Linked DNA regions of Mus musculus: regions 1, 3, 4, 5, 6 and 7 are each linked to region 2. The links are chromatin contacts, called in public HiChIP or PLAC-seq and promoter capture Hi-C maps. All regions are on one chromosome and are shown on one strand. Each heading gives the region's core, a stretch centred on a gene start, on an enhancer-like site or on the middle of the called end of the contact. The rest is flanking DNA. Distances are from core to core; before and after follow the strand shown. Region 1 overlaps Gm40085 (predicted gene, 40085). Region 2 holds the start of Kirrel (kirre like nephrin family adhesion molecule 1). Region 3 has its middle 16 kb from the start of Etv3l. Region 4 holds the start of Etv3l (ets variant 3-like). Region 5 holds the start of Etv3 (ets variant 3). Region 6 holds the start of Arhgef11 (Rho guanine nucleotide exchange factor (GEF) 11). Region 7 overlaps Gm40085 (predicted gene, 40085).

Region 1 (3,887 bases), core at 68-2,567, 330 kb before region 2:
CCTCCCGAATCCTACAGGTCACGGGGAGTGGGGGACACTTGTGTGAGACCACTCAGCCGGCAGCCAGAGAGCCAGCCCCGCATTCCCTTCAGAGAGGACAGACAGAAACAGGGCAGACTGCATTGCTTAGCCCCAAATTAGAGCTACGGTTCTCACCGATGAAGCCCTTTGTGCTCCTGGCAAAGTACTTTCGCTGTGCTGTGGTAACCCCCTCCAAGGGCGAGGCTGGTGTCTTACTCATCTCTCCAGAACTGGCACCTGACACCAGCTGACCCCTGGAAGGTGTGGAGACTAGTGGTGAGGCTCTGGGGGCCAAAGGGGCTTGCCATCCGCCTGGACTGGGTACCACAGGTGGTATGGAGGCTTCCAGACTGGCTTTTTCCAGGAGGAAGGGAAGGGAGGATGAAGGTAGGTTTCAGATGGGTTCAGTGTAGGGAGATGGAGCTAGGCTTCTATACTGTGAAAGGAAGTTTCTCAGTCTCTTACCCATGAACTGACTTATGACCCAAGGTCCAGGTGTCTGTCCTGGATTCACTTTGGCCAGGAAGGGCAGTAACTGCCAAGCAGTGGGGAATGGAGCAGAAGACTGCTGGTCTTAGCTGGGCTACAGTCCACTGATGCATCTCAGGAGCATGGGAGAAAGCCTATCACAGCTGCTGTGAAGGTCCAGACCCAAATCTATACAGAAAAGGATAAAGAATAGCCTGTCACATGCACAGGGCCATTCCACAGCCCAGCTACTCTGGAGTGGGGGAGGGGTGGGTGGGTGAGGGGCTTCCATGTAAATGACACTCCCCTCCCCCTACTCCAGGAGGGACCAGCTCCCAGTGTGGGGAACGAGGGTCCCTCATCTCAGCCAGTCTGGATCTTTTTTTCCTCAATAGACATCATTCTCTCCCTGTGTTTCCCAGCCGTCTCCCTCTCCCTCTACTGGCCCTCAGCAGCTCTCAGTGGTCTCCCCTGAGGTGGCTGGCACTGGTCAAATCCTCATAAGAACAAGGAGTGAAGGAGGCCAACTATCTTCATCTTGGGTTTCCTTTCCCTTGGTTCCTGTAATCCCTAGAACCCACATCTCCCAGGGCCCTTCCCTGCCAACCCTCCCTGCCTTCAGGACCTGGCCTCTGGGTGGGGAGGCACAGTTTAGCGTCTGGGATTTCCCCAGCCCGCAGTAGCAGGAAGTCTGAGTTGGGAGAGGGAAAGCCTGACTCTTGGCTGCTGCCCAGGTACTAAGCAAGACCAAAGTTCAGGGGAGAGGCCTGTTTCCCTGGTCAGCTGGGGACACACTCTGACCTCTACTTATCTGGACTTGGGGACTTGGGTCCCTGAGGCTGGAGGGCAAGGCCAAGTTCAGGGGAAGGAAGTGGAGCTAGAGGGCGACAGGAGAGAGAGACTGCTCCACCTTTTGTCTCCCAGGCCTTGCTTTGGTTGGCCCTGGTCCCTGTCCATGCCGTGAGATAGGATGGTTGACTTTCCTGAGTTGAACACTCGTGTCATCCGAAATCCTGGGGCTGGTAAGGAGACACGAGCATTTCATCCTCCGTGCTTACGGAAATCCAGTTGTCCTAGAGAAACTAGGTTTGTGCGCACAGTCCACGTGTGGCCCAATTCTGACCTATCATGGGCAAGAAGGAGGGTGTCTGGAAACTGGTCTTTTTTGGCGCTGTTTCTCCTTAGCGAGGCTGCGTTGGAAGGAATGACCCTATTAATTGGGCGGTTGATCAAGAGCCTCTTCTTCCAGGACTCTTACTTAATCTCTCAGTCTCTGTTCTTACCCATGCCTCACTTAGCTCTCTGGCTCTAAATGAGCCTCTGGGGACCTCCGGCAGCAAACGCAGCAGGGGACGAACAAGAGCCAGCGATAGCCCTTGGGGAGGACGAAGCAGAAAACACTGGTGACAGAGCACATTCCCCGTCCCATCAGCCAGCCATGCCACCCTCTAGGCCACTTACTCTCTAAACCTCTTCTTAGAGGGTAGGCTCTTCCAGCGCCTGTTCTAGAGCAGAGGTAAAAATGATGCAAAGAGGAATAATGACTGTGAGGGAAACCCTGGGTGGACTGGAGTCTGGATCTTTAGAAAAAAGAAGCGGAAGGGTGTTATAGAAGGGAATCCCCGAGCCTCTACCGCCCCCTAGTGGAGTATTCTGCATGCTCAGTCACTAGCCCTGTGATTGGACTGGACTCTGTACAGCCAGCAGGTGGAGGAAGGTGGAGCCACCCAGTGATATGTGTAGGTAACTTACAATCAGAAGATGTGGCCAGAGAATGTCCCGGTTTACTGGCAGTCATCGAAGTGATTCAGTAGTGAGATATACAGTTGTCACTATCGAGTAAGAGGATTCTAAAAGCATTCACACCTCAGTGGACACCTGGGGATTTACCTAGAAATAACCCTAAGGAGGGAGATTAAAATCTCAGAAACACCCAATTTATTCTTCTGGATTGTGAACAAGAACACAGTGTACGAAACTAAAGGTACAGCGTGGCCTCACGGACCACGGTCAAGACAGGCGCAGCCACAGGTTATGCATGCCCTAAACCTTATCACAATAACCGCTTTTTCTCGAGTTTGACCCCTCAGAATGTAACCGTGACAGCTAAGCTTGGTCTGAGTTTGGGTCACACATGGACAATCGTTTCTTTCTTTTTTTTCTCCCTTACTCTCTTCACTCAGTACCACAGGACTCTCTCTCACTGTACTAGGCCTGGCAGAAATGAAGATATTCTAAAATGATACTTGTGTCTCTCGTCTGACTATCCTATCAGATGACTGGAACGAGCGACTCTAAAGAAATGGGAGTTTCCCCAGGTGTCTCATACTGGGACAAACAAAAACCTCAGGTCTTTTGTGGGGGGGAGAAACTTGTCTCCCCCAGAAAGAGATCTCACACAGTTCTAACAAAGTTGTCAGACCATCTTATAAGATGAGACCGAAGTCTGGACAGAATGGATCAGAGATGGGCAGGACCACACCTTGACCTTGCCTGTTTTGATGTTCATATTCTTGACCCGGTACTAAAATTGAAGTTTATTTCAGGACCCAGAAGACAGACTTGAGAAGATTCCTTGGCTCTCTTTGTCCTTCTTTCCAGTGTAGCCACAATGAATACCCCCACCCCTTCTGCTCTTTTAGTTGATGTATTGAGGAGGGTGGCTGGACCTGCCTTGGGGACTCTCAAGTTTGATCACAACACCAGTCTTGTCCTGTTGCTGTGGAGTGGGTAGCTAGAGAAGAGGACCGAGTGACTGTGATCGCATGAGTTGCATATTTAGCGGGCCATTGGCACGAACACAGGGCTCCTTCCTACTCTGTCTCATGGACATTGGACAACTCCCTCAGGGTCCTCCCTGCTCTATGTAGCATCTGTCACCTCTCTTCCTGCTCCTAAGCCCTTCTGGCACCAGTTTTTCCATTCCTTGGGGCTTCAAAGACAGAGCCCAGTCTTACTGTTTCGTTCTCTCTCCTGTCCACAGCCGGTGAGGTCTACTTAAGACTTCCTTCCTTAACAAGAACAAAACACCCCCCCCCCCGTCACCCCCCATTTCTCACTGAGGTCCTATCACAAGGTATTAGCACCTTCTCTTCTCTCCCTCTTTTCTTCCTCCACTCTCTCTGTGGGTATCATGGGGTTTGAAGAAACAATCAGAATCTTTTGTAATTTTATGCGCTGCTTGTTTTTCTAAATTAAATTTATTATTTGAGGTTTATATATGGATATAACACAATCCGATTATTCTCACCCCCTCCACCCTCTCTTATATCTCTTCCACCCCACTGACTTCACCTTCCTGCCAGCAATTTCCCTTCCCTCTTTCAGGTCTTCTTTTGTTCTGTTTTGTGACTCACCGAGTGCAGTGAGGGCTACCCCTGCGAACACAGATGTAACTA
Region 2 (3,691 bases), core at 26-2,525:
ACCACTCACTCAATCTAACTGTCAAGATTTTTTGAGGAAACTGTGCCCATCTCATATCAGCAGAGGGCACTAGAGCTGTGTGCCTTAGTTCCAAGCCTGAAGATAAAGCTATCTTGGCCAGGAGCTTTTAGGGACTCAGGAGATCTAGAATATGAGAAGGAAGAGGTGGAGGCCTCTCCAGATGGGCGTAATTGCAAAGTTGTGCAATTCCTGTGTTTCTATTATTTCTCCCACACTCAGCAGCCCAGTGAGCAGAAGGATGTATTTAGGGATTGGGAGAGGAGGTGGCTACTACACTGGGTTCTGGACTGGAGAACCCACCCGAATGCACTTCTATTTCGATTCTCCATGTCTTCACCCCAGTGCACCTCAAGTTCCTGAGTGCTTAGAGATCGATCAGTGGCTGCCTTCTGTAGCAAGCCTTCGGGGAGGCACAAGAGAAAGCCACCGAGTTCTTTGGTTTTCCCTCCGGATAGATAAATGTCTGGGGTGAACAAAGGAAGAGTTAACTGCGCCTCTTCATGGCTGCTACGGACTCCAGCGCTGAGGCGGGCCTCAATGTGGCTGGCTGAAGCCCTCAGAAGGGGCTCAAAGACAGTCAAGATTTCTCCAGCCTGAGATTTGTAGGCAAGAAGAGCTTCTCCCTCTCCAACACTCTCGAGTTAATTGAGAATTCTTAATTTAGGCATCTAGGGTTAGATTCTGGGGTTTGGGATTAAAACGAAGAAGAGATCTTAAAGCTTTTACACCCCCATCCCCCAGACGCATAAGAAGCACACCCCTCCTAACACAGTCATCCAAATTGATGAAGGTTCGTCCTCAGTCCTGGCTGCCACCCCATGCCCGGCTCAGTTACACCACTGGGGGTAAAAGTAGGTCTCGCACCAAGCACTGGTGGGCCAGGACCCAGCGGTCCTTGCTCCAGAGCCTGCGACGCCTCGTTCTCCCCACCCCTCCCCACCCCTTGCCTCTGCCCTCAATTCCTTTCTCTTTGCTCTCCTCCCATCTCGGTTCCAGCGAGCGGAGCGAGTGTGTGCGCGCGCGTTGGGGGACCAGGGGAGGGCAGTGGAGGGAGGCGCCGTCGGAGGGAGAGCAGACGTCAGGAAGAGAGGGAGGGAGCCGGGGAGGGAAGAGAGGGAGAGGGAGAGAGAGCGCGCGGCGCGGAGGTTGAGAGAGGCCCCGAGAGATAAAGCCGGAGGGCAGAAATTATTAGGGGGCGCGGGACGAGAGGAGGGGCCAGGGGAGCGAGCCGGCGGCTAGAGAGGCAAGCGAGTGTGCGCCTTGTGTGCAAGGGCGGGAGGGAGGAGAGAGAGCCAGCGGCGGCCCCGCTCGCGCCGACTGGGGCCCAGCGGCGGGCGGACAGCATGCTGAGCCTCCTCATCTGGATCCTCACTCTCTACAACACTTTCTCACAAGGTAAGCCCCAGCCGCGGGCTAGGGAGTCCAGGGAACGGGCGTGGAGTTTCCGGGAGAACACCGAGGAGTTCTTGGTGAAGCGGCCCAACTTGCTTCCTCTGGCTGCGCGGGAGAACAGAGAACTTAGGTCGCAAAAGCCGAGATCCGAGTAGAAAAGGGATCGGAGTGCTCAAAGTCTTTCCTCCAGTTCCTGGCGGTCCTTCCTCCATCCCTCCACTTCCTGGGCCCAGGGCCGGACTACTGGGTCCTGGGCAAGAGAAAGGCTGGGAGGAGATGGGATTTGATTTCAGATTTGGGGGGCGGAGTGCGTGGAAAACACAGACGCAGGCTTCCTAAGATGAGGCTGAGGGATCCTGCTACCCCAATCCAGCCTACAGTCACCTTCATCTGATGTGCGGCTGCATACTGCTTGGGGCTGCCCCTCAAAGGAAGGCTATATTCGGTCCCCCGCCCTGGAGGTTGTGGGTGGGAGATAGAAGTCTAGATACCAGGGTTGTCTGGGTTCAGGGGAAGGGGAGTTGACTGAGCCAGGCACTCACTTCGGGTCAGAAAAGTGCAGGTTTCTGAGGCTCCTTTGGAACTAGCTGGGCAGAGCTGGTAGGAAGAGTGGGAGAGAGATGAGTGCATTCAGGTACACTGGGCTGGATGCACGTGAAGGAACCAAGGGTCCAAACCCCAGCCAGGCCTGGGGTCTGCAGGAAAAGGCTTTTGCCTCCTGAGACTGACTCCAAGGAAGATTTAACACTGTCGAGCCCCTCGCCTGAACTGGAGCACAGAAATCAGACACACAGATAGCTTCCAACAGAGACATGGAGACAGACTACTCACCTAAGGAGACCCCCCCACCACCCACACACACACACACATGGAGACAGACACATACACAAAGACACTGATTGACACCTCTGAAGAAGGAAGATTCCTCTTCTAAGCTGACACACACTTGCCTAGTTATACCCTGGCATCAAACTTAAACTGTACATACATGTTTCCTACATTCAAAGGACATAGCACTCACTCACACAGAATTGCTTCCACACACCCCAGCCATGGAGCAAACAAAGAAACTTGGGGCAGACATTCTTATAGGCAGGCGCCTACAGAGATGTTACAGTCTTCAAAATGGAGGAGGTGGTCTCTCACTGGGGTGGGTGAGTGATCTGGAAAGAGAGAAGCCGCAGAATGGAAAGAGCCCCAGGCATTGGCCAGCTCTCTTCCTCTCCTGAATGGTGTGTGTGTGTGTGTGTGTGTGTGTGTGTGTGTGTGTAGGGGGTGGGGTGCTCCACTGGACCCCCCTCCCCTTTGCTAGCCCTCTCTCCTCCAGCTCGGAAGGCAAAGCTTGGCTTAGCTTAGGGGTCTCAATTCCCTTTCCCTCCCTGGAGCCTCAGGACCCTCTTAGAACATGAGAAGGCGCACATCCGCTGTGTGAGAGCAGGAGTCGAGTTAGGGGGAGGGAGAAAAGAAGGCCTGGTTTCAGGTTGGCCACTTGTCAGAAAGTTGGGAAGATAAGTTAAGTTCTGACTTTGTTCAAGCCAGGTTGCTGGAGAGGGGGAGGGGAAGAGCATGGCCGGTCGAGGGGCAGCTGTGTCAGTTCTGATAGGTGTCAGAAGCAGGCATCTCTCTGCCCCTCTCTTGCAGCCCTCATATTCCAACCAAGTAGAACGAGCTTTAAGAAACAGAAGCTGCAGTTAGCAAACATGAGAGACATGTAGCTTGAATCCCGGCTGACTGGAGGTCAGGGAAAAAAATGCTTGCCGAGTACCTGTCCATCATTGTGGGTGGGTGTGGCTAGGGAAGGCAACCGAATCCCAGCCTACTTGACTCTTATCAGAGGTGAAAGCCAGAACTGCAGAGGGGTGCAGATGTGTGTTTGGGGAGGAAAGCAAAGGGAGAGAGGGGAGTCAGGAGAGCCGCTCGCTCCTCGGCGGAGGGTTGGGGAGGAGACCCTTAGGGGAGAAATGGGGACATGGGGACACTGGCAAGCTGAGGACGAGGCAGGGAGAGTACACAGGGTGGTTGGCTGTGAGCTGGAGGAGGAGGGATGGTAGTGGGAAGTGAGGACGAGGAGAGGTAGTCTGAGGAGCAGCAAAACTGAGAACAGAGAAGAGCCGGGAAGGGGAAATTCAGCCTCGCTGAGAAATAACAGCCGTATTCTAAAGACTTTCGATGGGTTTCATCTATCTTCATTTTTTACTAAATAATTTTCTGTATCTTATCTAAATGAAAACCATTATCTTCCCCCTCCCCCGCTGCCTCGTCCATCACGCCCCAGCTC
Region 3 (3,625 bases), core at 527-3,026, 390 kb before region 2:
GGCTGTGGGTGGTACTCAGGCCTGCTTCCTGGACAGACTCCAAAATCAAACTTTGAAATTTCGTCCTCTAAATCCCCATCTCTTAGAGGTGTCGATAAAGGGGATGTGGAATGGGAAGCAAAGTCAGCCTCAGATGGACTCAGGCTGACGGGCATTGCCAGGTTCTCAGGGTTCGGCCTCTGCTGTCTGCGTGGACCATGCTGCTGGCTTGCTCCATAGAGTTACAGCCTTGAGGCGCCTGAGAGCTTGCCACGCTTCGAGAATGAGCATCACAGTCCCCATGTGCATGCTAGACTAATGAGTGAAACATGTGGACCTGACGGCAGGTGTCTAAGTTCGAGGGTGGGGACCTCTGTGTTAGAAGCAGGTGTGAGGTTATGTGTGGACCTGGCTGTCACTTCCTTCGTATGGATAATAAAGGGCACAGAGGAAGGAAGGAGTATGACACACTCGTCTTTATAATTAACCTTACCACAGAACGGCAGCTTCGTAATACAATGCCATTATTGCTTAAGCCTCACGCGTACTTTTGCGATACTCTGCCGGCCTTCTCTCGTAATTGTGTGCTGTGGTTTTGGCAGGGGAAAGTGTCATTTTACTGTAATTTTGTATGCACGTGATGAGGCCAGGTGTGATCGGCACACATGTATAACCCGAGCACTCAGGGAGTGGAGTTGGGGGCATCAGGAAGAGTTCAAAACCATTCTTGCCTACCTAGTGAGTCTGAGGCTAGCCTAGGCTACATGAGATCATTCTTGCCTACCTAGTGAGTCTGAGGCTAGCCTAGGCTACATGAGACCATTCTTGCCTACCTAGTGAGTCTGAGGCTAGCCTAGGCTACATGGGACCATTCTTGCCTACCTAGTGAGTCTGAGGCTAGCCTAGGCTACATGAGACTCTATCTCAAAAAAACTAAATCCAGCAGAAATAAACACAGGATAGCCTTATACTTCACAAGAAGCCCACTTCTCACATCTGCCCCCTTCTTCCCAACATGTAACTCCTCATGTTAGTTCTTGTTAATTTTTCTAGACTTTTGGTATATGATGGAGTCCATATGAATTTATGCAGGAATTTCTCTCTTGACATCTAGTACCATCCTCACACTATTTTGTCTACATTTTTCTTTTAAATAATTTTGTTAGATCAATCTGTTATTGATACAGACTGTATCGACTTATCTGTAAATAGGGAATCTTAACTAAAAAAATGTCTTCATAAGATCTGGCTGTAGGGCATTTTCTTAATTAGTGATTGATGGGGGAGGGCACAGCCTATTATAGGTGGGCTGGTGGTCCTTGGTTCTGTAAGAAAGAGGGCTGAGCAAGCCAGTAAGCAGCATCCCTCCATGGCCTCTGCATCAGCCTCTGTCCTCCAGGTTCCTGTCCTGCTTGAATTCCTGCCCTCACGGCCTTTGGTGATGAACTGTTATATGGAAATGTGAATGAAATAAACGACTTCCTCCACAAATTGCTTTTGGTCACGATATTTCATTTAAGCAACAGTAACCAACCCTAAATAGGACACCAGCTAGACAGATAAAGGGAACTCACCCTGCCCTTCGGTAGGCATTATGTACTTACTAGTAAGCCTGTCAAAATCATTGTTAACACCAATTCCAAGCCGTGGAAGCACTCTTGGTGTTCATTCTGTAGTACATAAGTAGACACCTGCGGGATGGGGCTATTTGATTTCTCAATCTGCAGCTGTTGGATCGTCGCTGTCACCAGCCCCAGTGAACTCTGGATGACCCTGCAACCCTTTTCACAAAGGCCAGAGGGGCAGAACTTCCTTTAGTGGCCTGACAGAGGGACTGCTGTGGCTGGTGCGAAAGAGGCAGGGCTGTGATTGGTGCAAACACAAAGCACCATGTGTTACTGACTGTGATTGGTGCCATGGAAAGAGGCAGGGCTGTGATTGGTGCAAACACAATGCACCATGTGTAATTGACTGTGATTGGTGCTATGTAAGCTGGCTGCTCAGCTCTGTGAGCCGCTCAGGGCTGCCTCTGCTGCCTCTCCCTGCACTGTTGCAACATTAGGCTGGCAGAGAAGCTGATGAATTGTACATGAGCAGCCAGGGCGTGGAGATGGTGGAGAGAAGGCAGAGCCTGAGAGAAGGATTAAGACATCCTGACTTTCTAGGACCATGGACCGCCTCTAAAGCAAAGGACCTAGTATTCTATAGTCTATGGGGCGCATCACCTACTGCTGCCTTTCTTTGCTGTCAAATTAGAGCCATACAAAGACTAGTGCTTGAAGAGCCCCCTTTTTACTGCCTGTGCTTTCTGTGCAGGTAGAGGGAATGGGTCTTGGGCTGCTGGTGAGTACACCGGAAGTCTCTGCTCTGTAGTTGGCACGCTGAAGCGGCATGCCTGGGCAGACTGTAAAGAGACTGCTTGGGTCTGCACCCAACCTCTGCCACTTGGCAGGAATCTGCTTGAGCAGGTTTCATCTCTCCGTACTTGTCCTTACCTGCACAGTGGGATGAAAACAGGGACTGCCTCCCGAAGCCCTAGCATTGGTTGGAATGACATATAGGAAGCACTTAGGATGCTGCAGGTCTGGTCTATTGCAAGGAAGAGACACCATGACCAAGTGTACTGGCTGGTTTTGTGTGTCAACTTGACACAGCTGGAGTTATCACAGAGGAAGGAGCCTTAGTTAAGGAAATGCCTCCATGAGATCCAGCTGTAAGGCATTTTCTCAATTGGTGATCAAGGGTGGGAGGGCCCATTGTGGGTGGTGCCATCCCTGGGCTGGGAGTCTTGGGTTCTATAAGCAAGCAAGCTGAGCAAGCCAGGGGAAGCAGCCAGTAAGGAACATCCCTCCATGGCCTCTGCATCAGCTCCTGCTTCCTGACCTGCTTGAGTTCCAGTCCTGACTTCCTTGGTCATGAACAGCAATGTGGAAGTGTACGCTGAATAAAACCCTTTCCTCCCCAACTTGCTTCTTGGTCATGATGTTTGTGCAGGATTAGAAATCCTGACTAAGACACAAAGGCAACTCTTATAAAGTTAAATGTTTATTTAACTGGGGGCTTGTCTGTGGCACAAAGGCAGGCATGGCACTGGGGCAGTAGCTGAGAGCTTTATATCCTGATCCTCTAGTAGAAGGCAGAGAGAGAGAGAGAGAGAGAGAGAGAGAGAGAGAGAGAGAGAGAGAGAGAGAGAGAGAGAGAGAGAGAGAGAGAGAGAGAGAGAGAGAAGACTGGGCCTGGTATGGGATTTTAATTTCTCAAAGTCCACCACAGTGACATACTTCCTCTGACAAGTACACACCTATTCCAATAGGGCCACACCTCCTAACTGCCCCCCTCCTAAGCAATTCATCAGCTGGGGACTAAGCATGCAGATGTATGAGCCTATGGGGAGGGGGGTACTTTCATCCCAACCACCACAGTCAGGCTCATAGCGAGTGGTGCATAAATGTAGTTTTAAACAACATATCCCTTTCTGGAAGTCAGATGAGTGATATGTGCCTGAAGCCATTACAGTGTCATGATTTTTCACCCAGTAATTTTATTCTGTCCCTATCCTTATGACAGCAGTGCATATATAAGCACAGTAGAAATGTATGGCATTTCATGGAATGGTGGCACACATGTGTAATCCCGGCCCTTGTGC
Region 4 (3,943 bases), core at 864-3,363, 380 kb before region 2:
GACGCTGGCTCTGAGGCTGCTGCTGATATTAGCGAAGGCTTTGAATGGGGATGGGTGGAGCAGCTGGGGATGGTGGGGAAGCAGCCAGCGCCTTTCTGCCTCTACTCACGTCCTTTCCCTTCTTCCCTGACCTGGTATTCCTCCCTCTCTTGGGGATGGCACCTTTGGGGAGAGGCTCCCTCAGCCCCTCCATCATGGGTCTTAGATCTCCACCTAGCCTCTGGTGGCAGCCCCACCCCTGTGGCCTAAGGTTTAGAACTCCAAACCCAGACACTTAATGTCAACTCCCATAGGGCTGGTAGGAATGGGTTGTTGAAGGTTAGAGAAAAATCCCCTCACAGATGCTTAGGGGAATGGGCCATGGAGGTGGTTGTCACAGGCTTCAGTCTGGGGCTCTGCCCTCCTCTGATCTTCAGCCTACCTCTTCCCTCCCCCCACCCCTCCCTCTTCCCTCCAGCTTTCCTTCTCACCTGTGGCTTCCTCTTGTCGGGCTGTTTCCTGTGCTCCCTCCTCAGCTCTGTGCGGTCTCTGTTCACCCCTGCTCCCTGTCTGGGTGGCTGGTCTCTCCTGGTCTCAGTCTCACCACCGATCATCCAGCCCTGTTCTGTGTGGCGGGCTTTGCCACTTTTGCCTCTTGCCCGCCCTTTTCTGTCTCCCCCTACCCTGGGCTGCTCCCTTTCCACAACTGCCTCTGGTGCCCACTCTCTTCCCACAGTGCTGGTCTCATTCATCATATTCTTATCCAATGTTCCTTAGGGAAGCCTCCCGAACATCCCACCCCGGCCCTTAGTCTCCCCACCAGGAACAAGAAATCCCGTGCAGCAGGCACTAAGGGGGCAGCAGGGCAAGGCAGGCAGGAGATGAAAGTTCCAGCAAACAGTTGAGCTGGGTGAGCTCATCACTGCCCAGGGCAGGGCGTTAGATCAGCCGGAAAACCCGGCAGCAAGCAGAGGTAGCCCGCAACCCTGCATCCCAGCATCCAAGGCCTCCGTCCATAAAAACCAATCCCGTGTCTACATCTAGCCCAGACCTCCAGGCTAGACCTGAGCCCTTCACTTTCTATCAAGTCTGAAGCTCTCTCAGCTGATTCTGTGCTTGAGTCTCTATGCCCAGGAGGCTCCACTGTCCTTTGACAAAGCCAGAGAGATCAAACCCCCTCCACCCCGACCCTGACCCAGGGCTTGGAGAGAGTTTGAAACTTTCTCTTGGCATCGCACCTGCCTCTCTAGCCTGCATCTGTGCTCACTACCATAAGGGCTCTCATACGTCAGGATTCTTGGCCCTAGTACTTTGGGAAACGGTGTGAGAAAGGAAGAGGGGCAGGTGGATGGAGCAGAACCCTCTTGCCCCACCAGAGGCATGCATCCCTTTAGTTCATCCTGCCAGGCTCAGGAGGAATTCTCTGTCCTGTCTCCACCCACTCCGTGATGCTCCCCAACTCGGCTGCCTCCATCTGCTCCCCAGTCAGCCTCAACAACTGGCCTTTTACCCCCGACCGACCCGACTATCGTCGTCCCCCGAAACCCCCACCCCCACCCCAACCCGTGCCCTGGAGCAATGAGCCTGGGCAGGGGCATGGCTCCTAAGGACCCACAAGGCTAGCAGGATGAGAAGTTGGCTGAGAGCTTGGTTATTTGCTCATCATTCACCCCAGAGTCTTGTCTGTTCCAGATAGTAGATACTGGCCCCACCTTCATAGAAGAACTCCCTGCTACACTGAACCAGTGTCCCTGTGACATCCTCCCACAGATGCCGGAAAGCTCTCTGCCCTGAGCACACAACTCCAGCTCTGTGCCATTCCTCTGGAGAAAGAAAAGCCTCGCCACACCTGTGGGCTTCAGCTCCTTCCGCCCCACTTCCCAACTGTCCCATAACTGGCTCCATATCCGGGTGCACAGAGGAGCCCCCGTCTCAGACCTGCCAGGATGGCTTACCGCTTTGGATCATCAATTCTGCGCGCAGTCTGGTTCCTTCTGACTCGCTCCTTGCCCTTGCTCATCGCGTTAGGGTTACTTAAAATGAGAGCGGGGATCTCCAAGCTCCCAGGGGAGCCAAGGTCGTTTGCAGACAGCACCATTAACCCTTTGAGAGCCAGTGGCACGGCTCGATGCCTTATACAGACACCCCACACATGTGTCCACCTTGCAGCAGAGTAGGGGCTCTTCCTGTGGGGTGGCTGGCTCCTAAAGTACCTGCTAGGGACACTTCCTCCTTTTCAATTCTTCTCAAGGTTACTGACCTGCTGGGACGTCCTGCGAGTTGTCTAGCCATCCATTCTTTCTTGTGTAGCATTCTGTGGAGATCGGAGTTCAGATCTAAAAACTGACCTCATACCTCCCAGACTTAAACGTGACTCCAGCCTTTGCTTGAGATGCGCTCTCACTCACTCACTCACTGACTCACTGACTCACTCACTCACTCACTCACTCACTCACTCACTCACTCACTCACTCACTCACTAGTGCCAGATTGTCACAACCTGTAACTTTCCTTCTTTGGCTAGAATAAAATGATATAGATGAAATATATTTTAAAGTATATTATTTTTTACTTACTCCTTAGTACTGGAGACATGGCTAGGCAAATTCTTCCACCAGTGAGTCCCATCTTCCACATGATAGTTACTCAAGGTCATTTTTCTAAAGATTTAAAGGCACATAATATGTTTACTCTCTTATGGTTCTAGAGATTAAAAAAATTTTTTTAAGACCTTACTAATTTGACTTGAAGTTAGACAACAGGAAGAACTTCCAACTAAAGACTAAGCCAGTTAGGAGACAGTGACTACAGGAGTATCAGACAGCTCAGTGAGGAACAAGATAAGGGCTAGAATTCCCAGGACATCTTGGGGAGGAGATGAGAACTTAGCTGAGATGCCTAAGGAACAGGATCTCAGGTTGATACCTGGGACCAAGCCACCCTGGAGCCTGTCAGGGCTGTGTTCAGCTTTCCAGCCCCAAGCAGGGAGAAGGCTGATGGATGTTGTTGGTATCAGTATGATTTTCCTGTCTTCACTGACTCTGGGAGGCCATGCCCCCACCCCTCAGCATACTGCCTTCTGAGCTGATGGAGATGGGATGGAGGGCACGGAATTACATTCTGGGCTTGTTTTCTGGTTAAATCAACCGAAGCTAGCGTGATGGACAGGTGGGAGAGGGGCTGATTGATGGAAGACAAGAGCTGGGCCTCAGGGAGGGAGGGAGGGTCCTGGTGAAGGCAGGGCTCCGTAGGCCAGAGCCATGCAGGAAGGGTAACCTCGCACAGTGATGGGCAAGAGGAGACACACGGTGAAGGGAAGAGGAGATGTAGTTAGCATCCTGCTGTCTGTCGTAGGTGCTGGGTCTGCAGTGCAGCAGGCTGGCCTGCCCCTTGCTCGCCATCACCCACCTACGCTCATTCACTTAAGAGTTTGAAGCCTGGGCCTCCTGTCCACCATAGACAGGAGGCTGCTCTTCAGGCTCTGTTACTACAGTGCAGAGTCCCTTACAGAACACAAGCTGAGGCCAGGGTGAGAGTTGGGGGGTGGGGAGAGGGGGGCTGGCTGCTTCTTAGTATTTCCATCTCTTCTCCTTTGCTGCTTGGTCACCACCCCAGCATACTTCTTCTCATCTTCCTGGACACCCGACAGGGAAGCCCTCCTTGCTGCCAGCCTCCAGTGTCTCTGTCTTCCTGCTCCATCCATGTCATTATATGTGGACTAGCCAGCCAGGCACTGGGCTTGAAGGTGGTTTCTCAGCTGGCCAGCTGTTTCCTCTACAAGATAAAAGCAAAGTGGGCAGAGTCCTGGGGTAATGGGCCCTGTCACTGAGCAGAACACCAGGAGGCACCCATACCCCTCCTGTATCCACCTACCTACCCAGCTTCTCACACGGCCTCCATACACAGTTAATACATTCATGTTTTTTCAGTTCTAGAAACAGGACCTCATCCTAGCTGAGTATGG
Region 5 (3,976 bases), core at 547-3,046, 350 kb before region 2:
AGGAAGCACCAAGGGACATTCCAGATCTATCAGCGACGATGACGAACTTCTGCTCACCTCCACCTCCTTCTGGCTTTTCCACGATGCTACAGCCTGCTTTCATTTTCGCCCTCCTGCTGAGAGAGACAAGTCACACTACTATTTTGAGATGTTATGAATTATCTAATTAAGGCTTTTTTGGGGGGGAGGGTCACAGTTCCCCCCCCCCAACATCCTTCTTGTTGCCTTTACTTCGTTTCAAAGCCTTCTTTAACCTTTCAAACATGTCACCTCTAAACTAGTAATCCTCATGTCCTCAAATGATGGTCCTTGGGTCATCCACCTCAAAAGCCATAATTATCTCTCACCTGACCTTAGCCGCAAAGTGTAAACACTGTCCTTAATATCTGCTTTCTTCCTTGTGACCAACCGACCCTCCGACATAAGAGAGGGAAGGGAACAGTGAAAGAAGTCCAAAACGGCAGCAAAAGCAAGCCACACAGTTTGTTTTCTGTTGGTAGACAAGCCCAGATGCCAAGATACACAAGCCTGAATTCACCCAGACACACCAACTTAAGAAGTGGGAGAAAAAAAAAAATCCAAATCCCCTATTCAAAAAGGAACATCCGATCCTACGTATTTCTTGAATTGTGTGAGAAGGACATCTTCCAGTCAGAAACTGGGCTCACCTTCCAACAGTATTCTGAGATACAGAAAGTAAACATGTCCTGTGTACAGCCACTCCATACAAGAAACATGTCACTTTCCTAAAATTTTGTGAAAAAAAATGTTATGCCATCTACTTAACAGGGAAATAAAAAGGGTAAAGTAGGTACTTCAGATCGCCTGGCCGGTGGAGGAAGGCATCTTGCTAGGATCTGAATTCATTCCATGCAGATTTATAGTTCCTCAATAAATTTCCCGTTCCCAGCAGCAGACAGCTTTGTGTCAGTCCTTCAGCGAATAGGAGGAGAGGGTGAAACTGACCGGGAATGACGGAGGAGGAGAGACCTGACTTACTCTCATTACCCTGCAGGGTGGACAGCCCCCGGCACCAACCAGAGCAGGTCTGGAGCAACTGCAGGTGCTTCAGAGGCCCCAGGGTGGGGTGGGACAAATTCCTAATCTTGGAAATTTCATCTAACCTAGAATTCCTCTAGGTGTTCTGCATTTTCGTTGACGACAAATACACTAAGGAGAACAGTAAGTTTCAGTCCATGACAACCCTCGGGATCCAGGAGCTGACAAATGGCTCAAGGAAAGAGGCAACAGACAGACAGTGGCACACACAGGATATACACAAGTAACAAGGCACCAGGGCTGGGCAGAGCTTCCTCTCCCATTTCCGTGATGATGGGGTTGAAGAGACACCGATTTCTCCAAGGCTCTGGGACACTGTCCGGGACTAACTCCTACCCTGCGCTGTCGGATCGCAGGGCCCTTTCCCTGCTCCAGAACACCCTTCAGCCTGGTGTCCGTGGGCTCGCGCTGGCCGACGCCCGAGCCGGGCACCCTCTCCTCGATCCTCCGGCCCCCGATGTGCCCATCCAGCCCCTCGGAGCCCGCAGGCGCGTCTGCAGGTGTTCGCGACTCCCCCAGGGCGCTCGGTCACCCTCCCGGCCTGCGGCGGGGCTCGCCGCTCCCGCTGGTCCGCAGCGGCTTCCACGGCCGCCCTCATCCGCGTCCCTTCCGTCCTGCCCGCGCGGGCCGCGACCGCCGACGCCACCAGTCTCACCTCTCCGGCGCCGTCCGTCTCCACTCGGGCTCCTCCGCGGCAGCTCGGGCTCCTCCTCATCCACCCAGAAGGAAGTGACTCCGCGGCGGCTTTCGTCACTTCCACTCTGGGCCAGGGTGGGAGGGGGCGGTGTCGTGAGCGGCACGGCTTCCGCCCAGAAGGTACCGGTGCCCCTCCGTGGCTCGGAGGCCGCGGGGCTGGAACCCTCTGCAGAAGGAAGGCTCTTCCGCGCTGACAGGAGCACAGGAGCTTCAGAGGCACGTGCGAAGTTGGCCTTGCCTTGCACTGTTCCATTTTTAGTCCTGATCTGCCTCGTCCAAGTGTTACAGCGTGCACGACTTTGCCATTCAAACACCGCTCCCCCCTCCCTTTCCCTTTGCCTTTTGTTCCCGATTAAGCAATTACAATTTTGTCCCAGACAAATTTTGTTCAAGAGTTAGTGATAAGGGATGTGAAATCAGCTTCCGTAATTCCAAATGGTTCCCAGCCCTAGTTTCCCTCCAGAGGCAGTGTTGGGACCAGTAAAGGTTAAGTGGATGAGAGTGAAAAGTGGTGAAAAGTGGGGGAAGGCGAAGATGAGAGGCAGAATTGAAGTCTTCATCGAGTGCACGAGTGCGTAGCAACAACTTTATGCAATCACAACCTTTCCCTCCTGGGAACGACACAGAACATGGAAGTCTTACCATGATTTGTATCAAAGGTTGGCTTCTAGCTTTGGATATGCCTATTAGCACCTCCCTTCCCAGACTGGCCAATGAATTTGTAATTATCTCATGCTGTACTTGTGTGTGTAGGATTATAGGTATATACTACCACAACTGGCCTTCTGGCTTCTACTACTGTTTTGTTTGTTTTGCCAGAGGTCTTGACAATGTATCTCTGACTGCCCTAGAAAGCACTATGTAGAGACCCAGGTTGGCCTCGAACTCACAGAGATCTGCCTGCCTCTGCCTCACACTTGTTGGGATTAAAGATATGTGTCACAATGCAAGACTAATAATTGATAGTTCTTGAGGTCTTGAGATAAGTTCAGTACTCAGTATGGCCTAAGGTTACCTTACCTGCTTAAAAAGGAAGGACTAGTGTTGGTGAGGTCTAGTTTTCCCGCCCCTTCTAGTTTGAAAGTCAGTAAAATGAACAAAATTTAAATACCATTGAGAGGATTAGAAATATGAGCACTCTGAGCATAGAAATTGCTTTATAATGGTTTCCATCTTCTGTCCAGTCTAGAACACCATTTTCTATGTTTGGGTCTACAGAACAAATGCTAGGGTTTAGCCGAATCAGCAGTTCTCGACCTGTGGGTTGACCCCCTTTAGTAAGCCCCTATGTCTAAACCTATTTACATTGCAATTCATAACAGTAGCAAAATTACAGTTATGAAGTAGGAACGGAAATAATTTTATGGTTGGGGTCACCACAACATGAGGAACTGTATTAAAGGGTCACAGCATTAGGAAGGCTGAGAACCACCGAGCGAAATGAACATAACATTTTAGTCCTCTTGCCTTCAACTACTGATGGGCTTTGTTACCTCGGTTAAGTAGTCACTGTCACTTCCTCTTCTGTTTGAATGTAGTATTTTTGGAGTATTCCCGTGGACACCTTTAGATGTTTAGTAGTATCTTATTGCGTAGGAGATTACAATAAGTACTTCCTTGATATTTAATGTGTGAACACCATGTTCTACGACTTAGGACGGAGGATGGCACAGTGTAAATATAGCATATGGTTAGGTGGTGAGAAAATGATCTTGAGACTGATAAGAATCCTCAAAGTCTCACACCATTCATGCAAACCTTAGTCATTGTCAACTCCGAAACCAAGGCGATCAGAATGAGCGGTTTCTTCAGAAACTGAGGTTGCCAACCTTCAGCTCATGGGTTAGGTGGGCACGGCTAGCACCAGCAATAATCGAGGACTGGTAGCCAGAGTATGGGGATACTTTCTGTAGATAGTTCCTCTAGATTTTTCTATGGCTATTTCTCTAACTAGGGTCACAGAGGATGAATAAACGCACTTTACACAGATGAACTGGCCTCAGTATTTGGCTTGAGCCTGAACTGATATCTTGAGAAATGTTTATGTCACAGCAGATTTCAACAGAGTTCATATTCTGAGAACTTAGTTAATCGCCTGAAACTTAACAGGGGAATTTAGCTTTGATAAAGCAAACTGGACAATACAAAGGTTTGGGTTGCTCACTGGAAACCTTAACAGTGTGACAGAACCTGGGAGGGATCTGGAGGGGGCAGATTGGGA
Region 6 (3,969 bases), core at 647-3,146, 440 kb before region 2:
GAGTCAAGCTTATTGAGAACAGCTTGGAAGATTAAACCTGGAGCATCAATCAGCCTGTTGGTAGGTCTCAATTTAAACTCTCAACTGGAAGAAGAAATCCTAATGTGGCCTAAACATTTCCGAGCTCTATCAACCACTGGTGACACTGGTGACACTGTCCCAACATTTCAGGCAACAGCATCTTCCTCATTTTAAATGGGAACCACCCTACCTACCACTGTGCCCCACCATTCCATAACTATCAGCCTCATGGAGGCTCCCAGCCCTGTCAGCCGTCCCCCGACCCTCCCCAGATAGCTAAAGCTAGTCCCCACTCAGCCCTGTGGGTTCACATGAGCAGGTTTGGTCCAACCTGATCCCTAGGCTAGCAAGCTGGGGGACTCAGAGTGAGCCTTATACCTGGTGTAAGGTAAAAGCCACAGCAAGCATCACCCCCTCCTCTCAGCCTCACTGCTTACTGGTTAGAAAGGACACACAACTATGGGGTACATTTTGAACATGAACACACACCGAGGGTACAGAAACATATATACTGACACACTGACAGTCCTCATAGACCACAGCCTATCTATCCCACAGCCCAGCCAGGCAAACACAACACTTCCCCCCCAGTCATTTTAATAAGTGTTGGAAAAAAAAAATCCTCAATTATTTAAACATACCTGTCTATACTATGGGGCAACCGTATGCTCATGGTTTCTCCGTGTCTCCACAGTTCTGGAATCCTGTAGTTTCTTTGGGCGTCTTGATCAGGCCTGAGTCCCTTGCAATTTTGAAGGAAGGTGAGAGGAAGGCCTCCCAAGTTGAAGACTGAATCCTTGTTTCTTCCAGCTGTCAGGACCCTGGTAACTGCAGTGCTATTCTGCTTCTATCGGTTAACATGGTCTCCTCCTTCCTTCACCCTTAACCTTCCCCTCCCTCGTCTTAAAAAAGAAAATGAAAAGAAAAAAAGAGAGGAAAAACTATGACCTTCTTAGAAACCAAACTGTTAACCACAAATCTCTTCAAGGTTAGCCCTACGGGCTAAAAACTGAACCACAGAAAGAATCTGACTTCAAAATATCAGTCTTAGTTGCAGACAGATAAAAGCCATCCTTTCAATCCAGTTTCCCCAGCTGTCCTTCTGTTGACAGGGAAGCCTTAAGCTCCAAAGGTTGAAAAAAAAAATCTCTGGTTTCCAAATGCTTAAAATGCCAACAGCAGAATTATTCCAGGGAAGGAAAAACAAAAACAAAACAAAACAAAACAAAAAGGCTGAACAAATCCGAAATGGCACTTGGGAGAAAAATCTTCCAGACGATTTGCACAGTTAAAATAAATAAAACCACACAGCAGTATGTACACAACACGGTCCAGTGCAGCCCTGGGAAGCAAAATTTGCGGATTTCTTTTAAAAATCAAAACAAAACAACCATCTTCTTCTACAGTAAAGGTTTTTGAATTCTGAAATGAACCAATTGTGCAGACACACACACAACAATCACAAAACACCTGAAGCGCAATGCTTTCTACCTTCAAAACGGTAGCATTGGCCAAACCCCCAGGAAATCTTAAACCTTCTTTTCCCTTTCGACTTGCAGGTTCCTCCACCTAACCCAGCCTCAGATCGGCCTTTTTCTCAGACAATTTCCTCAGTCAGCTCTGTGTGCTCCAGCACGTCCAGGCTCCGAAAGTCTCTCTCGCCGCAGCGCTCTGGAGCGGTAGTCCCGCTTCCCCCTCGCCCGCCGATCGTGTCCGGCGACCCGCTCCTAGTATTGTTGCGGCTCGGTTAGGGCCAGGGCGCCCTCCACAGCGGCGCGGAGAGCCCGGGCCGCGGCCTCGGCCTCCGTGCCCACCCGCCCGCCAGCCACAGCCTCCCCGCTCGGCCGCTCCCGGCGTCCGCGTCGCGGCCGCTGCGCTTCCGGCCCCGCCCCCGCGCGCGCTCGCTCGCTAAGGCCAAGCCCGCTGCCGCCGGCCGGCTCCGCCCCACCCCCGCTCCGCCCCGCCCCGCCACCGCCCCGCCTCGCCCCGCCTCGCCACAGCCCCGCCACGGCGGACTCCGCTCGCCCGGGCCGGCCGCTGGCTCCTCCTTGGCGCCGCCCGCCCTTTCACAGCCCCGCGCGCCCCCGGTCCGCGCGCTGCGGCCTAGCTGCTCCCGGTGCTGCTGTCCCAGAGACTCGACCTTTGTTTCCGCAGTGTCCGCTGGCCGCGCCTCTGTCTGCGCTCTCGCTGCGGTCCCGTCCTCCTCTGCCCGTTTTCACTCATTTGTCGCGCTCCTTTCCAAGTTACCAGGAACCCTCTTAGCTGTGCCCTCGCCCCTCTGAGCACCCACCGTCTCTCCCCTCGCGGCTGTACTCGATTTAGCTTGGGTATCTTGTATGGCTCTGCCTTTTAATTTCAATGCAAAAGCCTTTGCAGGGCAATGTTATTTCGATGACACACACCCCCTTCGTGAAATCACGGTTTCTAAATCTCTTCAAGTAACTGTCGGAAGTCAGAAGTAAAGATTGAAGTAAAAAGGAGACTTTTCCAGTACAGGTTGATGAATACACTTTGTTATTTTGTGTGTGTGTGTGTGTAATATGTGACTTCCTGGTGAGACCAGACATCTGTTAACATTAGATAGTGCACCAACAGTTTTACTGAAGCCTGTTCTCAACAGCCAGTGGATTTATTGGGGTTACTTCTAGGAGTACAAACCCCTAAAGGCAGAGGCACCAGCAAAAACCCATCTCCGCATGGATGAGGACGGTGGACTACTGACCTCTACCACTAGAGCTATTGGAGTTGATATTGTTTCTATAACCGTGGGGAGCAGCACTGTGACTCTTGAAACAACTTCTTGAAATTTCTGAGTGCTTGCCATCTGAACCTTAACAATTGCTGCGCTCTTCCACAGGTGTGCTTGTGGAGCCCAGAGGACAAGTGTGGGTGGCATTCTTCCTCAAATGCCAAACAACCTCACCCCTTCTCTGGAGCCTGGTCTCTCTCCACAGCCCCAGCTTGCTGAGTAGGCCAAGAATGGCTGGTGAGTAAGTGCCACCCTCTTACCCTTCTCAGCATTGTGAGAGCAAGTTCACAGCCACCCAAACTCAGCCTCTTTATGTGTGTTCTAGGGGGTTGCTGGGTAGCAGTTTCCACTCAGAACCTTCTCTCTTGGAGAGAAATCCTATAAGACATAGGATATGAAAAGGGAAGCGAAACATATTTTTTAGGCAAAATGTTCGAAGGAGAGGTAAAACATGCTATCCCGTGGAGAAGCTCCTTCAGACAGGAAGTACAAACTCAAAACAGCTTCAGAAGGTTCCTGAAACTGACTAGATTCACTAGACCCCTCCCTCCCCAAGCATATGTAATCAATAAGAACGATTTAGAATCATCCTCAGACAATCCAACTTTAAGACCAGCTAAGCAGCCTGGAAGAGGCTCAGAACAACTGAGCTACCTACCTAGAGAGAACACTACAGTATGGTGAGCTGCTGTAGAGTGTGCAGTGTGCTCCAGGTTTCCAGCTTTGGTGGGATGCTCTTTGGGGATGCTACTGTCTTTAAGTCATTTCTGTTCCTATAAGAAAGACCCTACCCACGTTTCTGTAAGCAGCCCTAATAAGACTCATTGGTTCCCCAAATTGGACTGTGGTGGTCTCTATACTGTGTTCTGCTCTTAGTCCCTTTCTGGAGTGGGTAGATACTTGGTTACATCTTCTCAGGAAATGTCTGTCACACAGTAGGGTTGAACTTGTACTTGCCATGCATGTTTTTACTAAGCCTTATCTCCAGATGCTTGTATCTTTGTTTTGAGATAGTGTTTTCACTAAGTATCTCAGGCTGCCCACAATCTCTGAGCAGTCACATATGGGATTTATTAGACTGGTTTACTGGTTGTGGTCCAACAGTAGCTGTCTTACCAATGGAGGGCCAAAATAAGAATCCAGTAGCCATTCAGTCCACAAGGCGGGATGTCTCAGATGGTCTTCACTATATACCAGAA
Region 7 (3,925 bases), core at 1,348-3,847, 310 kb before region 2:
TCAAACAGCCGTGGTTGCTCTGAGGTGAGAGAGATGTAATTGTTAAAGCTGAGGTCTGCCTGACTCTCAGGCATGTATGGTACTGACAGGAACTTCTGCTAACCTGCATTGTTCTGCTTCTGTAACTATAAGGCTTTCTGCTCATCTCTCAAACAGAAATACTATGGAGACACAGCTGTGCCCTGCTTTTATTAAAGGTCCACATCCTGTCATGCTTGCTAACAGCCATTATAGCTACGTCAATGGGAGATAACAAACTTGTGTTTTTATTTTATTTTTTACCTTTTTAAACCCTGTGCTCACTCAGCTTGAGACTGCCTCGAGATTTGTAGTTATAAGAGTATGTGTCCCCTGCCAGGTCTATGTGGCTCAATAAAAATTTCAAATTCATGAAGAACTAACTCTTCCTGGACTCCTTCTCTTGGGTGGGAATAGCCCGGATATAAGAGCTCTAATATTTAATATCCTATTTAGGGAATAAGGCTACAAATCCACAACAAGAGAAACCCTGAAGCATGCACAAACTCAGGGGATTAAGCAATGCAGTATTGAATGACAAATGGGTCCATGAAAAAAAAATCAAGAAGGAAATGAAAAAATTCCTATAATCAAATAAAAATAACCTACAATAAACAGAAATTAAAAATTTCCCAACTAAAGAGGGAATTAGGAAAGGAAGAAACATTATTAAACTCTTATAATGAAGTTGGTATTACTCTGCTATCAAAAGATAAAGATTCACCAAAATAAAATTACAGACAGACCAGTTTCCCTGACAATATTAGACAATAATAGATTAGTAAAATACTTGCAACTCAAGTTTAAGAATACATCAGAAAGGCAATTACCACGATGAAGTTGAGTTTATCCCAGAAATTCAGGGATGTTCAGAATATAATAAATCAATAAATATTATAAATTAAATAGACTCATGGACATAAATCACATGGTCAACTTGGTAGAGGCAGAAAAGGCTTGTGACAAGATCTAATATCCCTCGATATTATTTTTATGTCTATTAGCCCTCTATCTGCATGCATACCTGCAGGCCAGAAGGGGGCATCAGATTACAAAGCAGATGGTTGTGAGCCACCATGTGGTTGCTGGGAATTGAACTCGGGACCTCTAGAAGAGCAGTCAGTGCCCTTAACCACTGAGCCATCTCTCTAGCCTTTCTTCAGAGCATTTAATATTTGTTAACATTTACAAAATCAGGATGAAGGGAGAGAGGCAACTAGCTTACAGTGAAGAGGAGGCTGAGGATCCAAGCTCAGGCACTCTAGGCTACAAAAGGGGTGAGGCCCTATGTCTTCTCAAGAGGGAAAGACTGAGGCTGAAGGGGAAAGGGATGGAAACAGATGTCAGACCTGGAGCAGAGAAGTGAGGATTTCACACTGTGGTATCCATGCCTGAAACACAGGAGGTAACACTGTCTTGAAGCTGTGCTGTGAAAGAGGGGTCAGCTAGACTCTGGAGTCTGAGCTGGAGAGGGCTGCACTGGCCTGGGCTTCTCCAGTGAGCAAGGAGAGTTGTTGGTGTACACTTCTCTTCTGGCTCAGGGGCTCCTTTCCAGGTTCATTGCCACTAAGCAGAAGCCTTTTCAGGGCCTGGGTATGTCTTAAATCTATGCATGACATTTTATCACCTGTTCTCCTATAAAATATGAAAAAGTTGGATGAGAGTAACAGTGTGCAGAAAACCTCCTTATCATTCCTGGGTATTGATTCTTCCTCCTCTCTGACACGCTGCCTGGCCCTGGGTGTTGTGTTTCATTAAAAAAAAAAAAAAAAAAAAAAAAGAAAAGAAAAAGAAGTCAGGGATATGTTTGGTAGAGGCACAGTATGGTGCTGGGAAGGGGGTGCCTCTGTGGGCCCATGCTGAGGCATCCCGTCCCCCTGAGAGACCAGTCACACGATGGATATAGTATAGAGTAGAGTTTATTTTAGGGCATGGGGAGGGGAGTTGAGAGAGAGTTGAGAGTTGAGAAGGGAGGGAGGGAGGGTTGGAGGGAGGGAGGGAGAGAGAGAGAGAGAGAGAGAGAGAGAGAGAGAGAGAGAGAGAGAGAGAGAGAGGGAGAGAGAATAGAGGAGTAGAAGAGAAGAAGCCAGCCATAAACATGTGGAGAGATGGGGGAGGGGAATGGGGAGAGAAGGGACAGAGAGGGAAGAGGGTTAGAGAGCAAGAGAGTAAGAGAGCAAGAGAGTGAGGAGGGGGCAAGTAGCCCCTTTTATAATGAGTCAGACATACCTGGCTGTTGCCTGGTAACTGTGGGGCAGAGCCTAGAAGAAATGTTAACACACTGGGAATTATTTCATAATGGTTCTTAGCAAACCCTAAAAACCAGAGGAGGTGACCACCTTCAGGAGAGTATGTATTGTGGAGTAAGACACAGGCTCAAAGGAACAAATGTGACTCTTGTATGTGAGGAGTTTCCAGCTCCCAGTGAAAAGACTCTCAGCCTTCAGATTCAGGAAACTCAATGAAAACCCTCTTTATAAAAGAACAAACAGTTTCTAGAACTAAAAGATCCTATGCAAATATGATGTGGTTGGTTTCGTTTAGCATTCTGTCACTGAACCACATTGTGTGTATGTGTGTGTCTGTGTGTGTGTTGTGAAAGGAGAAATGAAACTATCAGGGGACTGGTGAGAAAGAAGCACTGAGTCAGAGGGTGGGGGTGGGGGAATGAATGCTCAACACACAAGAATGTATTCTTGTATGAAGTTTTCAAAAAGAAAAGAAACAAAATAGTAAGAGCTAATGAGCTGAATGGTAGGAAGGCTTTGACTCGTATTACAAAGAACCCCAGCCAGCAATGAACATCCAGTGAGTTTCATGCAGCTTAGTGGACTGGATAGAGCACATTTGTGAAATAGGGCTGTGGAATGATCAGTGAGCTCTTCAGCGTCATTTAAAATAGGGAGCTTTTGTGACAGAATGGAGACCATTCCATTTCTGGATGCTCTTTAGCAGGTGAAATATATTAAAGGGAATCTATAACAGGCTCTTAGACATTGCTCTTAATGAAAAGCACCAACTCCTCTCTGGGGCCTGTAAGGTGACTCAGAGCTGAGTGAAAGTCTAGCTTTTGGGACTTCAGTTTTTATTGTTCCCCACCCCCGACCCCGTTCCTTCAAACTTTATGCTTAACTGGACAGTTAACTTGGGCATGCTAATTACCGAAGGAACATCTGTCTGAGCAGCCGTGTGATGCATTGCTATAATTCTAGACATGGGAGGCTGAGGCTGGAGAATCACCAGTCAGAAGGCAGGCTTAAAACTGTCTCAAAAATGATAATACTCTCAGTTCTCTTCAAGGCTAAAGAAACAAAGATGTGTGTAATCAAAGAATGCTGCCACACCCTCATCAAGATTCTAAATCTGTGTTCATCTTGTATTCCAGACACATCAGAACCTACAAACAAATCATTCCATCATGAGATAGCCTAAGTAGGAGCAATCATCTCATGGGGAACAAGACTGCTCCCTTAGCAAGAAGGACTTCTTTGGGCCACATGGCTGAATCAGACTGTAGAGAATGAGTAACTGGAACACTCTTGGACCAAGATGGCTTACTTATATGTGCTTCTCATCACTGCCTCAATTCTTCCTCTATTTAATGTTAAAACTCATGCCAGGACCATGAAGGTGGGCTCCAGTGTTTTGTGCCTCTCTAAACAACTGTTTTGATAAAATATTTTCTTGCCTCTCATCTTACTTTTCTTTGCTTTCTTTGGTAAGTGGCTTAACCTGGTACATTGAACAGGAGCCAGCCTCTGGTCTTGAACTATAGTTACATACAATGTTGTCTTCAGGGCATTGGGCTTGGAAAAAAAAAAAGAAAATGGAAGACTAGAGACTCTTGCTTGCACTGTAGCTAACATCTAGGCTTCTATCAAAATTTGTGCTACCTGAAACTGAATAG

The links. Promoter capture Hi-C pulls out the DNA fragments that hold promoters and counts their contacts. HiChIP or PLAC-seq counts read pairs in DNA pulled down with a chosen protein or histone mark.
Region 1: a contact with region 2 is called in a promoter capture Hi-C map of 3T3-L1-derived adipocytes, with 4 times the contacts expected there. The contact joins the enhancer-like site here to the promoter of Kirrel in region 2. A contact is called at or near these places in 7 of 39 promoter capture datasets (the 3T3-L1 cell line, 3T3-L1-derived adipocytes, cranial neural crest and 3 more), 2 of 15 datasets of contacts at CTCF or cohesin (the NIH/3T3 cell line and large pre-B cells), 21 of 484 Hi-C or Micro-C datasets (adipose-derived mesenchymal stem cells, beige adipocytes, cerebellum and 12 more), 16 of 115 datasets of contacts at active chromatin or transcription factors (the NIH/3T3 cell line, astrocytes, craniofacial prominence and 9 more) and 1 of 9 other capture datasets (embryonic stem cells).
Region 3: a contact with region 2 is called in a promoter capture Hi-C map of hippocampal neurons, with 5 times the contacts expected there. The contact joins the enhancer-like site here to the promoter of Kirrel in region 2. A contact is called at or near these places in 2 of 39 promoter capture datasets (the C10 cell line and hippocampal neurons), 2 of 484 Hi-C or Micro-C datasets (cortical neurons and hematopoietic stem and progenitor cells), 9 of 115 datasets of contacts at active chromatin or transcription factors (embryonic forebrain, embryonic stem cells, forebrain and 4 more) and 2 of 9 other capture datasets (adipose tissue and liver).
Region 4: a promoter capture Hi-C map of stem cell-derived epiblast-like cells shows a contact between it and region 2, with 5 times the contacts expected there. The contact joins the promoter of Etv3l here to the promoter of Kirrel in region 2. A contact is called at or near these places in 11 of 39 promoter capture datasets (the 3T3-L1 cell line, 3T3-L1-derived adipocytes, the C10 cell line and 6 more), 2 of 484 Hi-C or Micro-C datasets (cortical neurons and hematopoietic stem and progenitor cells), 10 of 115 datasets of contacts at active chromatin or transcription factors (embryonic forebrain, embryonic stem cells, forebrain and 3 more) and 1 of 9 other capture datasets (adipose tissue).
Region 5: a contact with region 2 is called in an H3K4me3 HiChIP or PLAC-seq map of neural tube, with 3 times the contacts expected there. The contact joins the promoter of Etv3 here to the promoter of Kirrel in region 2. A contact is called at or near these places in 1 of 484 Hi-C or Micro-C datasets (nephron progenitors), 11 of 115 datasets of contacts at active chromatin or transcription factors (bone marrow-derived macrophages, embryonic forebrain, embryonic stem cells and 5 more) and 1 of 9 other capture datasets (adipose tissue).
Region 6: a promoter capture Hi-C map of embryonic stem cells shows a contact between it and region 2, with 2.9 times the contacts expected there. The contact joins the promoter of Arhgef11 here to the promoter of Kirrel in region 2. A contact is called at or near these places in 8 of 39 promoter capture datasets (the 3T3-L1 cell line, 3T3-L1-derived adipocytes, the SN4741 cell line and 5 more), 2 of 484 Hi-C or Micro-C datasets (embryonic stem cells and muscle stem cells), 2 of 115 datasets of contacts at active chromatin or transcription factors (bone marrow-derived macrophages and embryonic forebrain) and 2 of 9 other capture datasets (adipose tissue and liver).
Region 7: an H3K4me3 HiChIP or PLAC-seq map of pro-B cells shows a contact between it and region 2, with 5 times the contacts expected there. The contact joins the enhancer-like site here to the promoter of Kirrel in region 2. A contact is called at or near these places in 2 of 39 promoter capture datasets (cranial neural crest and hippocampal neurons), 2 of 15 datasets of contacts at CTCF or cohesin (the NIH/3T3 cell line and large pre-B cells), 12 of 484 Hi-C or Micro-C datasets (adipose-derived mesenchymal stem cells, beige adipocytes, cerebellum and 7 more) and 6 of 115 datasets of contacts at active chromatin or transcription factors (embryonic forebrain, embryonic hindbrain, embryonic stem cells and 3 more).

The regions. Positions count from the first base shown.
Region 1 is chr3:87,506,656-87,510,542 of GRCm38.p6, reverse strand. The region is part of intron 1 of Gm40085 (predicted gene, 40085); the gene reads left to right. Among named protein-coding and RNA genes, the nearest start is that of Gm40085, 4.0 kb to the left of the region's middle. Within about 2 kb of position 1,317, at least 84 of the 459 cell types and tissues checked have an H3K27ac peak or open chromatin away from gene starts, as enhancers often do. A contact at or near this core is called in 3T3-L1-derived adipocytes, beige adipocytes, pancreatic cancer cells and 1 more, where this site is marked.
Region 2 is chr3:87,172,121-87,175,811 of GRCm38.p6, reverse strand. It overlaps Kirrel (kirre like nephrin family adhesion molecule 1), which reads left to right and starts at 1,275. Exons shown (of 16, transcript NM_001170985.2): 1 at 1,275-1,416.
Region 3 is chr3:87,564,557-87,568,181 of GRCm38.p6, reverse strand. No RefSeq gene overlaps it. Among named protein-coding and RNA genes, the nearest start is that of Etv3l, 16 kb to the right of the region's middle. Within about 2 kb of position 1,776, at least 226 of the 459 cell types and tissues checked have an H3K27ac peak or open chromatin away from gene starts, as enhancers often do. A contact at or near this core is called in cortical neurons, embryonic forebrain, forebrain and 3 more, where this site is marked.
Region 4 is chr3:87,548,227-87,552,169 of GRCm38.p6, reverse strand. It overlaps Etv3l (ets variant 3-like), which reads right to left and starts at 2,113. Exons shown (of 6, transcript NM_001370856.1): 1 at 1,935-2,113.
Region 5 is chr3:87,523,398-87,527,373 of GRCm38.p6, reverse strand. It overlaps Etv3 (ets variant 3), which reads right to left and starts at 1,796. Exons shown (of 5, transcript NM_001083318.2): 1 at 1,715-1,796; 2 at 58-116. The coding sequence starts at 103.
Region 6 is chr3:87,615,486-87,619,454 of GRCm38.p6, reverse strand. It overlaps Arhgef11 (Rho guanine nucleotide exchange factor (GEF) 11), which reads right to left and starts at 1,896. Exons shown (of 40, transcript NM_001003912.2): 1 at 663-1,896. The coding sequence starts at 694.
Region 7 is chr3:87,486,808-87,490,732 of GRCm38.p6, reverse strand. It overlaps Gm40085 (predicted gene, 40085), which reads left to right. Exons shown (of 2, transcript NR_168327.1): 2 at 3,404-3,712. It also overlaps a transcript of Fcrl5 not described here. Among named protein-coding and RNA genes, the nearest start is that of Gm40085, 24 kb to the left of the region's middle. Within about 2 kb of position 2,597, at least 54 of the 459 cell types and tissues checked have an H3K27ac peak or open chromatin away from gene starts, as enhancers often do. A contact at or near this core is called in beige adipocytes and pro-B cells, where this site is marked.